Linked DNA regions of Zea mays: all the other regions are linked to region 1. A link is a contact called in public Hi-C data. All regions are on one chromosome and are shown on one strand. Each heading gives the region's core, a stretch centred on a gene start, on an enhancer-like site or on the middle of the called end of the contact. The rest is flanking DNA. Distances are from core to core; before and after follow the strand shown.

Region 1 (4,465 bases), core at 521-3,020:
GAGCCACCTACAGAGCGCATGTGGTTGTTAGCAGGTTCCAGACATCATGGTTTCATTTATATGGTCCAAGCAGGCTTCCCAGACATCGTGGATTCATTTATATGGTCCAAGTTATTGCACAAATTAATTAAAAGAACTCCAAGTTTCAAACTCTTCACACATATGGTTATAGTATGAGAAATCTAATGTGGAGTGTTGGTACCTTGCAACATATTAGGCGAAGATTTTTTCTGCACTTAAGGTTGGATGTGTTTGAAAATGCGTGTATAATAGTAGAAGAAGACAATAGCATAATAATTTGAATCGGTGAATCTTAATTAAAATTAACTCCGTGTTAAACTTTTCAAATATGGTGATAGCTTTTGTATAGTAGAAATACTATTTGGGCTGAGCCATTAGCAAAATTGGAACTTCAAATATTTCAGTTAGCAAATCATAAAAACCTCATATGCGCATACCTCAAATTGGGACCAGCTTTACAGGACACAGAAATGAGACCTCTGCCCCCGCCTCCTCATTGCGACCATGCTGCCTCATCTGAGTGCGCTGTTGTCGCCCCGTCCGTTCCCCAACCACACCGTGCGGAGCTCGTGAGGGAAAATATGAGCATGTCAGAGTGTTCTCATATGCTGTTGTATGCTCGAACACAACTGTCGATCTGTGTGAATGCTTGAGGTTTGCTCTTTGCAGGATCCGTGCATCTTCATTCGGCAGTAGAAACTGGGAGGGATTAGGTGCTGCTGTTCCCGACGACCTGCGTCGTCGCCACACACCTCGCCGTGTCCTCGTCCAGGCACACGCCAACGCCCACGAATCCGCCAAGAGCCACGGCGCGTGCAGACGTGCCGCCACCGCCAGCAGCGCCTACCTCCTCCACATAAAGGATGATGCTTCCTCCTCCACCGCCATCAACCCGATCCCACACGGCTCTATGCTTGTTGACGAGACCTGCGGGCTCACCGTACGTCCTTGAGGCCTCTTCCCTAGATGCCTGAGCGGCTGCCTCGGCGTCGACCATATGCTCATGGCAACCAGGCCCGCCGTGGCATACCTCGCCACGTCCTCGTCCAAGAGCGCGCCTACCTCCTCCGTTCAAGGATCTGGGTCTGAAGGAGGCCAAGGAGCTCGTAGAGAAGGCGCCCGCCGTGTTAAAGGATGGAGTTTGAAAGGACGTGGTAGAGAGTATTGCCGAGAAGATGTGGGCGGTCGGCGCGAGATTGCTCTCTGAGTGAGACGACGAGAGAAATTCCATGGGAGGGAGGAGCTTCATGGGCCTACGCGCAGGTTGGGGCCAGACGGTGGGCGTTTAGCTGGAGATGATGGACCATCTGGAAACTTCTCGTTGCATAGCGGATTGGAGAGCTGCACGGGACCGTCGAAGCGCGATCGAACGGCTGCACAACTAAAGGATGACGTGGCTTACTGAGGAGCGAGCTTTCCGTCCGCGTTTGTTATATAGAAATGCTGTCTGAGCTGAACTGAATTATGTGGGCTCAGAAGTATTAAACGTGTGATTGGTTGCTCACATAGTCTAAACGTTATCTATGGGCTTAAGTGTATATAATATGAATGTATTAAAAGAAATACTAAAATATTAATTGTTTATTATGTTAGGGCATAATAAAATTTAATTTACTAAAATATATAATACAAATCTTAATTTATTTTAAAATTACTTAATATTCATAATTATGCGCTAATGACGGCCTGTCCCGGCGACACGCTCAGAGAACCAAACGCCCTGGCCCTAAAGCACCGGATATTTTCTCTCTATCCACAAACAGGGGACAAGGAACAGGGGACAGGCACAGCCGCACAGCCGCCGCCCCTCCATCCACCTCTCCACACCATCTGACGCTGCTCCCACCGAGGTCTCCAAGGCTCACTCCTCACCAGCTTCTGCTCTCTCCCTCCTCATCTCTGCTCTGCTCTGGACCGTTAACTCTCCAGCTCCCCCTCGCTCCGTTCCCTTCCGCCCAAATCACTGGGACCACCACCGCCTTCTTCAAGATCGGCGGGCGGGCACCGGCCGGCGATGACATCCACCGTCACCACAACCGTTGGGTGCGGGGGGCTCCCCGTCCGCCCGTTGTCGACAGCGACCAGAGGACGCCCACGCAGATGCGCCGTCCGAGCCCAGGGTACGTTCGCGTCAATCCCCCAGATTTGTGGAGGACTCCAATTGATGAACTCCATTTTTTGCCCTCTCCTCACTGAAATCGGGATGAACTGACTGATATGACAATGATATCTGCTGTGGACAGCCGCGGGAGCGGATGCCTCCAATGATAAGTCAGTGGAGGTCATGCGCAAGTTCTCCGAGCAGTACGCCCGCCGCTCCAACACTTTCTTCTGCGCCGACAAGACAGTCACTGCCGTCGTCATCAAGGTCAGTACCGTCCGATAGTGCTGAACTCCGTCCTTATAAGTGATACTGCGAGCCAACATCAAAGATATCCACTTGATTGACACCGAGCTTTAGGTATATTGGCATCCTAGCACAATGTTTTTGGGTATATAAGTAGGGGGAATGGAAGCGAAGGCCGGGAATAACAATCTAGAACAGAAAGTAGCGGATTGGGTGACAACATAGGTGTCATATAAGGCTTAGAAATTAGCAAAATGTTAAGAGGGATGACAAACGCCGCCATCATTCACAGTTACAACCAGGCTAAGCCATGAATAGCACTATGTTCTTGCACTGGGGAAGAACAGAAGCTATTTCATTTTAAGGATAAAGCTGAAAGGAAGAAACAGTAATATGGATCAGAGGAAATTAATTCTCCTAGCAATGCTTCTTGGTAATGGTAATCCTCCCAGGAGCCTACAGCTCCGTATTTATAACCTGAGAGGTAACTGTGCAGAGGAGAGTCTTGACACTACTGAGATGCTAGCTTCAGTTGCTGTTTGGCACAGCCAGCTTATGTGCATCAGGTGGTTGATATATGACTCCACTTATTCATCCAAATTCCCAGTAAATATTTGTCACAAGAGAGAAATATAATTTGGAAAAAAGATAGTTTATTTTATAGCAAAAAGGTTGCTCTAAAACGTGCAAAGCACAGTTGTATTTAAGCCTTTAAGGGCACCACCAGGTTGAGGACGGTGGTAATGCTGAACAATTCCTTTTCCTCTCTTGGTCCCAACCCAAAACACACATTTTGTGGGGCAGTGGGTCCGTGACTCGTAGGTGGATCTATTTAGAAGTTTAGGGTTAAGTATTTTAGTTTCAGTGCCATTCTAGGAATTGAGGGAACAAATACGTTACAATTATAAATCAGCAAGCTTATATCTAAGCACATGAGTATGTTTAATGCAAGTGCTCTACCCTGGTTTTCTCAGAGCAACCATCATCTTTTCTTGATGATAGGTATATATAGGAATTCTGTAATTCGTTCGTGTTGATTAACCACAAATGAAATTACTTATTGTGTCTTCAGCATTGTGGGTATGACCTACACCTTGTTTGCAGGGACTTGCTGATCACAGGGATACTCTTGGAGCTCCTCTATGCCCTTGTAGGTAATTTATCTTATGTTTTCCTTGCAACTGTTCATTCATTATTTATACATGGTGCAACTATTTTTCTTTCCTAAACTTTTTGTAAATCTGACCAGGCATTATGATGACAAAGCTGCGGAGGTAGCACAAGGATTTTGGAATTGCCCATGCGTCCCCATGCGTGAGAGGTATGTTTATGAACTACACTTCCAGCTATTTTTTCTATGATGTGGGTCATGTGGCAGCAATATTATGTTCAAAGTCATATAGTTTTGTGCTTGTTCATCTTAATTGAGCGACCACATGCCTTTTAGTAGGGGTGAAAACGGTCGGAAACGATCGGTAAATGAAAGTTTGGTACGAAAAATACACTGGTTGCGGTCGGAATGTAAAATACGATCGGTAAAAACCGTAACATGTACCCTCAATTGACTTCAAAAATTCACATGACATACATCCACATAAAAATTAGTAATAATATATAAATATTCATAAATTCATGAAAGATTAAACGATATCTCACAAAGTATTAAAGCAATATCTCATAAATACAAGTGCATATATATAGTTAGAAAGTCATAGCACAATACCTTATGAAAAGAAACTATCTGATTGAAAATACATTTATAACCATAAAAAATCATAAAACAACACAACACGTCAAACTATGGAGCATAGAACTAGCCATATAATTTGACCCCTCATAATATAAAGAACAATTTACAAGACATTTTAATATAAGGTAGGAGGTCACAATAAATAAAAGACAATGTCATACAATAATAAAATTATTATCATGTATTTAAATAAAACAACCGTAAGTCTAGTAGCATATGACTATAGAATCAAGATGTGTATAATGACATGTCATTTGCATTCTAATTGTACTCCTACTAATTCGCATAGTCAATATAATTGGTGTCCTCCTGGCCCTTCTCGGGTTCTCGTGCAAATTATGAATTTA
Region 2 (4,465 bases), core at 847-3,346, 230 kb after region 1:
TCCTCAAATCATGCATATTCAGTTACAAGTTTCTCCTACCACACCAGGCTCAATATCCACAGTTACGACTGCATCGGCACACCATATCAATTATCAAAATTCAAGACACGAGACATGGGTCAACCAATAATATGTTCCTATGAACTCTGAAACAGAACAAAAACAGAGATAGTAAATGTGTTCATTTTTTCATTACCACCCAATTCTTTAGAGCAGATTTTTTGATCTTTCCGGTTTCTGGTGCTCCCTCAAAAGTTGGAATCAGCAGGTCCACCTCCTCCTTGGTGAAAAACCTCAGCAGATCCACCTCTTCAATGTGCCTATGTCAACAATTAAAAAGAATTGTTGCGAGTGTTGAGCCATGCATACATATGTAGACAAAAAAAATGGCTACTGAAAAGTTGAAGTCGTCCTCACTTATAGCCGGGCCTTGCGACATTTTTGAATATGGCATATGCCGCATCCTCGGCCTCCCATTTACTATTTATCTCTTTATCCTTCTGTTCAATGCCATCTACATCATCAAAGCTGCTCTCGATAGTATTAGATATAGTTGACAGCCTAGAACTTCGGATTGTTGTGATGAGCCCTCTCATCGTCCATGCTGAGACCTTCTCCTGACTCATCCTCCTGAGCTTAACAACATCGATCACCTCTGGCACGCCTTTCTCCTCCTTGGCTCTGCTGATGCTGACCCGCCCAAGGCCACTGCCCTCGCGCCCCACATTCTCCGCCAGCTCCATCAACGGCGGGCCTGACAGCGTCTGCAGCACGTACTGATGGAACACGCTCTCTTGGATCCGATCGAAGAAGGCCTTCCGGTGGAACGTGGACGCGACCACCTTCATGAGGAAGGTCTTGACGAGCCAGATGACGGAGCCGATGAGCATGGAGGCGAGGAACCTGGAGACGTAGTTGAGGATCCTGGCGGTCTTACGGGAGCGGCCGACCTCGCTGTCGAAGAGCTGGGACCAGGCGATGAGCACGAGCGCGAGCCAGAGGCAGACCTGGAAGCTCTTCTTGAGCCCGAAGACGAAGTAGAGCACCTTGGTGCGCAGCAGGAAGTTGCGCTCGATAACGAAGACGATAAGCGTGACGAGCCACTGGCTGAGGAGGTGGCCTGAGAAGACGGTGATGACCATGACGCACCACTTCCAGACCTCCAGCCCCCACAGGACGCGGCCCTGTAGGGGCGCCACCACGAGACTGACGAGGAGCAGGCCGAGGAAGAGGACGAGCACGCAGAGCTCCACGCCAAGGCGGGCCCGGCGGCGGCAGCGCGCCGCGGAGGCCGGCGCGCGGGAGCCGTCCTTGTTGCGGAAGAGGTCCTCGTCGTCGTCGACCTCTGCAGCAGGGGTGGAGCCGCCCGCGGCGCGATGGGTCGGGGTGGCGGTCAGCGAGGCGGCGGCGGCGGGGTGGACTGGGGAGGGGTGGGCGGAGTGCGGGTGCGTCGGGGTGGGCGGCTCGACGAAGCGCGACTTGGGCTTGGCGATGGAGGAGCGGCGGCGGAGGGCCGCGGGGGGCAGCGGCGGGCGCGAGGGGCTGGAGGTTGGCAGCGGCTTCTCGGGGTTCTGAGAGAGTTTGGGAGTCTCCGGCTGCTGGTTATTTCTCGGGTGCAGTGGCGGCGGGTGGCCGGGCGGGATGACGAGGACGTGGTCCGCGTTATTGGACGCCGCGGCCGCCTTGGCCGTGGACTGGTCCATAGCCCGCCCCCGCGCGCGGCGGCGGGCCTAGTAACCTGGGCTTGGGGTCTGACGGCGGCGGCGGCTCAGCGGCAAGCGGGGAGTCTGGCGGCGGCGGGCCTATTAACCTGGGTTCGGAGTCTGACGGCGGCGGCTCAGCAGCCAGCGGCAAGCGGGGACGCGCGGCGGAACTGGGGGGGGCGGGAGTGACCGATTATAAAAAGGCGAAAGAACTACTTCTATAGGACGACGAGGGGGAGGGCTTCCCGCGCGCCACGCTCGTCCGCCGGACCGGCACGCCGCACGCGGCCGGGTCGTGGCGTTTGTCGCCTCGCAGCCTAGGTCTTTGCTTGATCACGCTCCGACTCTCGGTGGGTGGAGCTGGGAAGCAAAATCTGATCTGATCTGATCTTCCATTAATTACATTGACGAGGATAATCGTAAAAAAGAAGGATCGCTGACTTAGCGCATCGGGCACTAGCACTACTGTGGTCACTGGAGTCGGTGGCCGTAGTTTTTTTGCGGCCAAGATCGCTGACATAGCGCACCGTGCAACACTGGAGCACGTGGCTGACACGGAGGTCAGCCTCTATTTCAAATTCCAATCAACAATAATTTATATAAAGCCGCTTTGATAGAGCTCTTCTAGCTCCCTCGTGAGGAAGAGCTCTAAAAAAAGCATCTTGTTTTTGTTTGGTTGTGTTGGACACCGGTTTGAGCGACGGACGGTCCGCGCCTGTGGGCCGGACGGTCCGCGCAGATCAGTTTAGGGTTCTGGGTTCTGGGTTCTGTGCTACGGTTGTTAGCTAGATTCGCGGAATTAGTTCGGAAATTAGTTTGTAAAGGGTCCAGCCCCCCTCCTCTATAAATAGAGAGGTATACGACCGATTTGTAATAATCAATCGAATCAATAACACTTCTATTTCGCATTTATTTCTTAGGAGTAGTTCTAGTTTAGTCTTCCAATCTCCAAATTCTCCGCTTTTCTTCGACTCTACGTCGATTAGAGGAGTCTAGGTCGGCCTGTCCGAGCCTAGACAACTCCTAGGATCTCTCCTCCCCGAGAGGGTCCCTCCCGGGAGCGAGATCCAGGCGTCGCAGGCGATCTTCCGCCACCCCTGCGCACGCGTGGACCGTCCGGCCCCAGGACGCGAACCGTCCGGCCCCAGGGCGCCGACCATCTAGCCGTCAGGCAGGAAAACCTAGCCTCGCGCCAGGCCGCAGACCGTCTGGCCCCTGGCCGCGGACCGTCGGCCCCTGTGCAGAGAGCACCGCCGTTGGTTCGTGTTGAGTGATTGGCGCCCTAAAAAGGTGTCAACATACTTTTTGGCGACTCCGCTGGGGAAACACATCTAGACCCATCAAATCGGCCCTCAATGGCCGGTTCAAGGGATAGTTCTGAAGTCTCTCCCAGCAACATTATAGAACCGACTTGGGAAACCTTGCCGGCTGACGAACAGCTCCAGTTCGAGGAGCATAAGGAGCAGCTGATCCAAGAGGCGAGAGCAAAGTTCCTGGCCAAATTCAAGGTGGACAGGAACAATAAAGTCGTCCGACAACGGGCGACGGATTCGGCTTCGCTTCGACCCACACCATATATCCCCAATGTAAGTAAAACAAACGAGCTACAATCTCTTAAGAATTATGTAGATGAACAGCGGGAACAAATGCAAAATATCATAGGGGGTATGCAAAACGATTATAGGAGACTAGTATGTGCATTTGATAAATCTAGTATTGCAAATTTTCCTTCGCACGAGGTTGAATTAGGGGGTAATGAAAGGGAAATGTGCCCTTAGGCCATTTCTATAAGATTTTGGTGATTAAGTGCCCAACACACATTAAGGGAATGAGTATATGCCAAAGGGTGGACAAAGTGCAAATCAATACAAAGGTATGATTCTAGACTTATTACATTGGTTTTTGTGTACTAACATATTTGTCTAAGTGCTAGAATCAGAGAAAAGACAATTGGAAAAGACTTGGCTCGAGCAGCCAAGACTCTGCTCAGTCTGGGTGCACCGGACAGTGTCCGGTGCGCGCAAGCTGGCTCTAGTGAAAAAAGCCGCTCTCGGGAATTCGTCGGCGGCGTACGGCTAAAATTCACCGGACTGTCCGGTGTGCACCGGACTGTCCGGTGAGCCAACGGTCGGTTGTGCCAACGGTCGGCCGCGCAATCCGCGCGTGACGCGTGGCCGAGCTAACGGTCAGAAGGGGGCACCGGACTGTCCGGTGTGCACCGGACAGTGTCCGGTGCGCCAACGGCTCCAAACCTTCAATGGTCGGCTGCGCCAGAATAGGAAAGAAATCTGTACCGGACAGTGTCCGGTGGTGCACCGGACTGTACGGTGCACCAGTCGACAGAAGGCAAGAATTGCCTTCCTAGAATGCTCTCAACGGCTCCTAGCTGCCTTGGGGCTATAAAAGGGACCCCTAGGCGCATGGAGGAGGACACTAAGCACACTTTGAGCATTCTTGATCATTCGCACTTCGACTTTGCGCACTCGTTTGACATTCTTAGTGATTTGAGCTCCGTTCTAGTGGTGAACTTTGTGATACTTATTTGAGCTCAATTCTTGGCTGTGTGTGTGCGTATTTACTGTGGATTTGAGTGTGTTGCTTCCCTCCCTTACTCTAGTGCTTTCACTTTGATTCTTATTGTAAGGGTGAGAGACTCCAAGTTGTGGAGATTCCTCACAAGCGAGAAAGAGTAAAGAAAGAAGAACATCGTGGTATTCAAGTCGATCATTGGATCACTTGAGAGGGGTTGAGTGCAACCCTCG
Region 3 (4,465 bases), core at 1,315-3,814, 150 kb after region 1:
TTTTCAAGCGTTAGGACTTGTTCGGTAGCAGACTCGCTTATCCGAGCGTGAGTTACTTATCGCGGAAGGTGATGAGTGAGGTATCCGTATCCCGGAGGCGTAGGAGTCCCTCGGCTCGGTCGGCCTTACCGCTTACTTGTACTCTCGTCTTTTTTAGGACCCCGCTATCGAAGCAGTCGAAAAGCGTGAAAGACGTTCTGGCAAAAGACTTTTTCGAGGAAAATTTTGACGCAGAGGGGGGCTCCCGCCTTCTAGCCCCCGAGGGAGGGTCGGGCTTTGCCGAGGCAAGGCTGATCCTTCCTTGACGGTTAGACTTTATTTATGTATGTAAAAAAACAAGGTATATGAACGATTTGAAACATCTTAAGGGTAGAAGCGATGTAGCTGTTGGCTGTTCCAAGCGTTGCTGTAGACCTCGCCTCGATCGTTGGCCAGCTTGTATGTTCCGGGCTTCAAAATCTTGGCGATGATGAATGGCCCTTCCCAGGGAGGGGTAAGCTTGTGGCGCCCTCGGGTGTCTTGCCGCAGCCGAAGTACCAAGTCTCCCACCTGGAAGCCTCGGGGCCGAACCCTTCGGGTGTGGTAGCATCGCAGAGACTGCTCATACCTCGCCGAGTGTAGTAAGGCCACGTCCCGAGCTTCTTCGAGCTGGTGCAATGAATCTTCTCGGCTGGTCTGGTTGCTTCGGTCGTCGTACGCCTTTGTCCTCGGGGAACCGTATTCTAAGTCTGTGGGTAAGATAGCCTCGGCCCCATAGACTAGAAAGAACGACGAGAAACCTGTGGCTCGGCTCGGCGTCGTCCTCAGACTCCAGACCACCGAGGGTAGCTCTTTCATCCACCGCTTGCCGAACTTGTTGAGGTCGTTGTAGATCCTCGGTTTAAGTCCCTGCAGAATCATACCGTTGGCACGCTCCACCTGCCCATTCATCATGGGGTGAGCTACGGTGGCCTAGTCCACACGGATGTGGTGGTCCTCGCAGAAGTCCAGGAACTTCTTCCCAGTGAACTGCGTGCCATTGTCAGTGATGATGGAGTTTGGGACCCCAAAGCGATGGATGATGTTTGTGAAGAACTCCACCGCCTGCTCAGACTTGATGCTGGTTAAGGGTCGGACCTCGATCCACTTGGAGAATTTGTCGATGGCGACCAGCAGGTGCGAGAAGCCCCCGGGTGCCTTCTGCAAGGGACCGACGAGATCCAGACCCCACACAGCAAATGGCCTGGTGATGGGTATTGTCTGCAGGGCCTGAGCGGGCAGGTGCGTCTGTCTCGCGTAGAATTGACACCCTTGGCAGGAGCGTACAATTCTAGTAGCGTCGGCCACCGCGATCGGCCAGTAGAAACCTTGTCGGAAAGCGTTTCCCACGAGGGCTCGAGGTGCTGCGTGGTGACCGCAAGCCCCCGAGTGTATCTCTTGCAACAGCTCTTGTCCTTCGGCGACAGATATGCATCGTTGGAGAATGCCCGAGGGGCTGCGGCGGTAGAGCTCCTTTTCATCCCCCAGTAAGACGAACGACTTGGCGCGCCGCGCCAGTCACTGAGCTTCGGCCTTGTCGAGGGGTATCTCTCCTTAGTGGAGATATTGCAGGTACGGGGTCTGCCAGTTCGGGTTTGGCGTGACCCCATTCCGCTCCCCCTCGACGCGCAGGGCCTCACCCTCGGTGGCCGAGGGTACCTCGGGCTAGGCCGAGGCCTCCTCGGGCTCGGGCGTGTCGTCGATCTTGACGGAGGGTTGATGTATGTCTCTGGAGAAGACGTTCGGTGGAACGGTTGTCCGCCCCGAGGCTATTTTCGCCAGCTCATCCGCAGTCTTGTTGTACAGTCGAGCGATGTGGTTGAGCTCCAGCCCGTAGAACTTGTCTTCCAGGCGCCAAACTTCGTCGCAGTAGGCCTCCATCTTCGGGTCACGGTAGTGGGAGTTCTTCATGACTTGGTCGATGACAAGCTGCGAGTCGCCACGAGCGTCGAGGCGCCGAACCCCTAGCTCGACGGCGATGCGCAGCCCATTAACCAAAGCCTCGTACTCGGCCACGTTGTTTGATGCCGGAAAATGGAGGCGCAGCACGTAGCGCACATGTTTCCCGAGGGGTGAGATGAAGAGTAGGCCCTCACTGGCTCTCGTGAAACAATCAAAATTGACAAAATGTATGCCTTCATTTCTTTTCTTGTAATAATCTAATTGATTTAACTCACCCTCTAATGAAGTTTGTTTTAAGAATGTTATTATTTTAAAATGCTGAAAGGAGATGTTAAGTAAGAATGGTAACCTAAATAAGAAGTGGCTTAACTCACTAGGCAAGGAGATCAGTTCGCACGAGACTAATGAAGCCTGTAGTCTAATGAAGACTGTTTCTCAATTTAAGCTTGTCTCGTCTCACGGCTGAAGGGACTAATAACGAAGACGAATAATGAAGTCACGGCGCGCTCTCGCTTGTCGTGGCGCGGCTCGGTGGTGGCGTGGCGTCTGCGCCGGGGAAGCAAGCGGCAGACGAGACGTGGCCTCCCTGCCTTGAGCAGGTGCGGGTGCGGCATTATTCTACTGACAGGTGTGATGCAGGTGGTCAGTCAGGCGTGTCTTGTTCAGGGAATCAGGGCCATGTCCCAGCGCGTCTGGCCTGGCCGCGCTGCTCCTGTTGACCGTTGACTGTACTCGCCGCCGCAAAATGTGGTACTGAGATGGGTGCTGGCCGGGCAATCATCCCGTCCGGTCCGCCGGATGCAAACCACGCGCCAAACTTCAACATATGTGTCAGCAACTCAGCATCCTATATTTTTTTATAGGCTTTATTGTTTATTTCGTTGGCCCAATAACAACATCGATGCAGGAATGTCTATGTACTTCTCCTCCACATCGCTGCCGTATCTTTTTCATTTTCCATATCCATGTCTTTTCTTTATTTTTCTTATTCTTTTTTCCCACCATGCTTCTATTTGTTTTTCAGTTTATTTTTTTATTTATTTGTTTTTCATTTTGTGTATTTTTATATTCTAAAACATTTACTTTATTTATTTACTCTTACTATAACTAGTTATTTTATTATATTTTTTATTCCATTTTAATTTATTTTTCCTTTATGTTTTTTCATATATGTATTATTTTATATTTCTATTCTACCCTAAATAATTAATTTGTGTTATTTTAAACTTTATCTTTTAATGAGGTGCTATAATATTTATGAGTATGTGATATTGGCGATATTAGTTGGTAGGTGAAATGAGCAGAGAAATCTTATCATCCAAGCCCTCGGACAGGACACAGGAGTCGCGTGTCGACAATTAGGGATCGAGGCCTCGAACACTCAAGCACGGGCCATAACATGGCCCATAGCGAGCGCACGAACGAGCCAGGTCCACACTTTAGCTACCCAAGAGTAATGTTTTCTTTAGTTCTTTTTAGTTTTCTTTTCATGTTTTGTTATTTTATTTTACTGCTTGTGTAGTCATTAATTTTATATCTATTTTAATTACTTTTATTATTTGCATTTTATTTTTTTGTATTTATTCTGTGAATTTTTAAGTTTTTTTGTTACATATATTATATAAGATCAAGTGTACATGTGATTTTTAATTTTTGTGTTCTCTTCTTGTCGTCACGGGAAACCTCTCGACTTTGGTAGATCGTTCAGTCAACCGACACACATTGAGTCGGGATATACGTTTGAAGGTGCCGATCTAGCACCAAACACTAGGGTGGTGCCGATCTAGCACCAAACACTAGGGGTGCACTGCCTGGCGGTGACCTCTGTGGCGGCACAAACATTCCGCGTCTCTGGACCAGACAGTCCGTGATCTTGCTGCAGGAGTGGCTCCTTCTCTGCGTCGCTCCGGACGGTCCACACTCTTGGCCGGATGGTTCGCGACCTCGCTGCAGGAGCGAATCCTTCCCTGCGTTGCTCCGAATGGTCCACACTCTGGCCCGGACGGTCTGCGATGGCGCAAGGTCCTCTTCCTGCTCGCAGGAACCTAGATCTCGCCCTCTGGTTGAGAGATCTTAGGGTGCTCCGGATCGGTAGGTCACCCGGAGCGTACCCAGACGTCATAGAGTCGCATAGGGATTAAGAAATCAAGTCGAGGAAGAGATCTTGAGTGGATTAAGTGGGTCTTGCCTCCCGGGAGGGGTAAGATCCTAGGGTCGTATTGGGGTCGGTAGGCCACCCAAGATGGATCTAGACAACATAGAGTCGAATAGTGGTGGAGGTGGATATGTGGAAAGCTACAACTAAAGCTATGATACATCTACTCCTAGGGCAGGAATAATAAATGACGTATAAATAAAGTAATAGATTGGTTCAATTGGAATGTGCTCGGGGTTATCAATCGGTCGTACCCCTTTATATTTACAGGGGAGGATGTACGAACCTGTTCCTAGGAGAGATCCAACAGATCCCCACGGATATGTTAGGATAACCACACATGGGATAAATACTCTCACCCGTGCTTATCTGGTCGTGTGAAAGGGAAAT

The links. A called contact is a pair of places that touch in the nucleus more often than the background predicts.
Region 2: a contact with region 1 is called in a Hi-C map of tassel, with 2.1 times the contacts expected there. The contact joins the promoter of LOC103637910 here to the promoter of LOC542532 in region 1. A contact is called at or near these places in 2 of 25 Hi-C or Micro-C datasets (ear and tassel).
Region 3: a Hi-C map of tassel shows a contact between it and region 1, with 2.4 times the contacts expected there. The contact joins the enhancer-like site here to the promoter of LOC542532 in region 1. A contact is called at or near these places in 2 of 25 Hi-C or Micro-C datasets (ear and tassel).

Annotation. Positions count from the first base shown.
Region 1 is chr9:11,326,488-11,330,952 of Zm-B73-REFERENCE-NAM-5.0, reverse strand. LOC542532 (ferredoxin-thioredoxin 1) reads left to right here and starts at 1,770. Exons shown (of 6, transcript NM_001305869.1): 1 at 1,770-2,141; 2 at 2,265-2,389; 3 at 3,473-3,522; 4 at 3,618-3,689. The coding sequence starts at 2,036.
Region 2 is chr9:11,093,403-11,097,867 of Zm-B73-REFERENCE-NAM-5.0, reverse strand. It overlaps LOC103637910 (mechanosensitive ion channel protein 10), which reads right to left and starts at 2,096. Exons shown (of 5, transcript XM_008660921.4): 1 at 418-2,096; 2 at 197-320. The coding sequence starts at 1,703.
Region 3 is chr9:11,176,545-11,181,009 of Zm-B73-REFERENCE-NAM-5.0, reverse strand. No RefSeq gene overlaps it. Among protein-coding and RNA genes, the nearest start is that of LOC100101543, 12 kb to the left of the region's middle. Within about 2 kb of position 2,564, at least 16 of the 20 cell types and tissues checked have an H3K27ac peak or open chromatin away from gene starts, as enhancers often do. A contact at or near this core is called in ear and tassel, where this site is marked.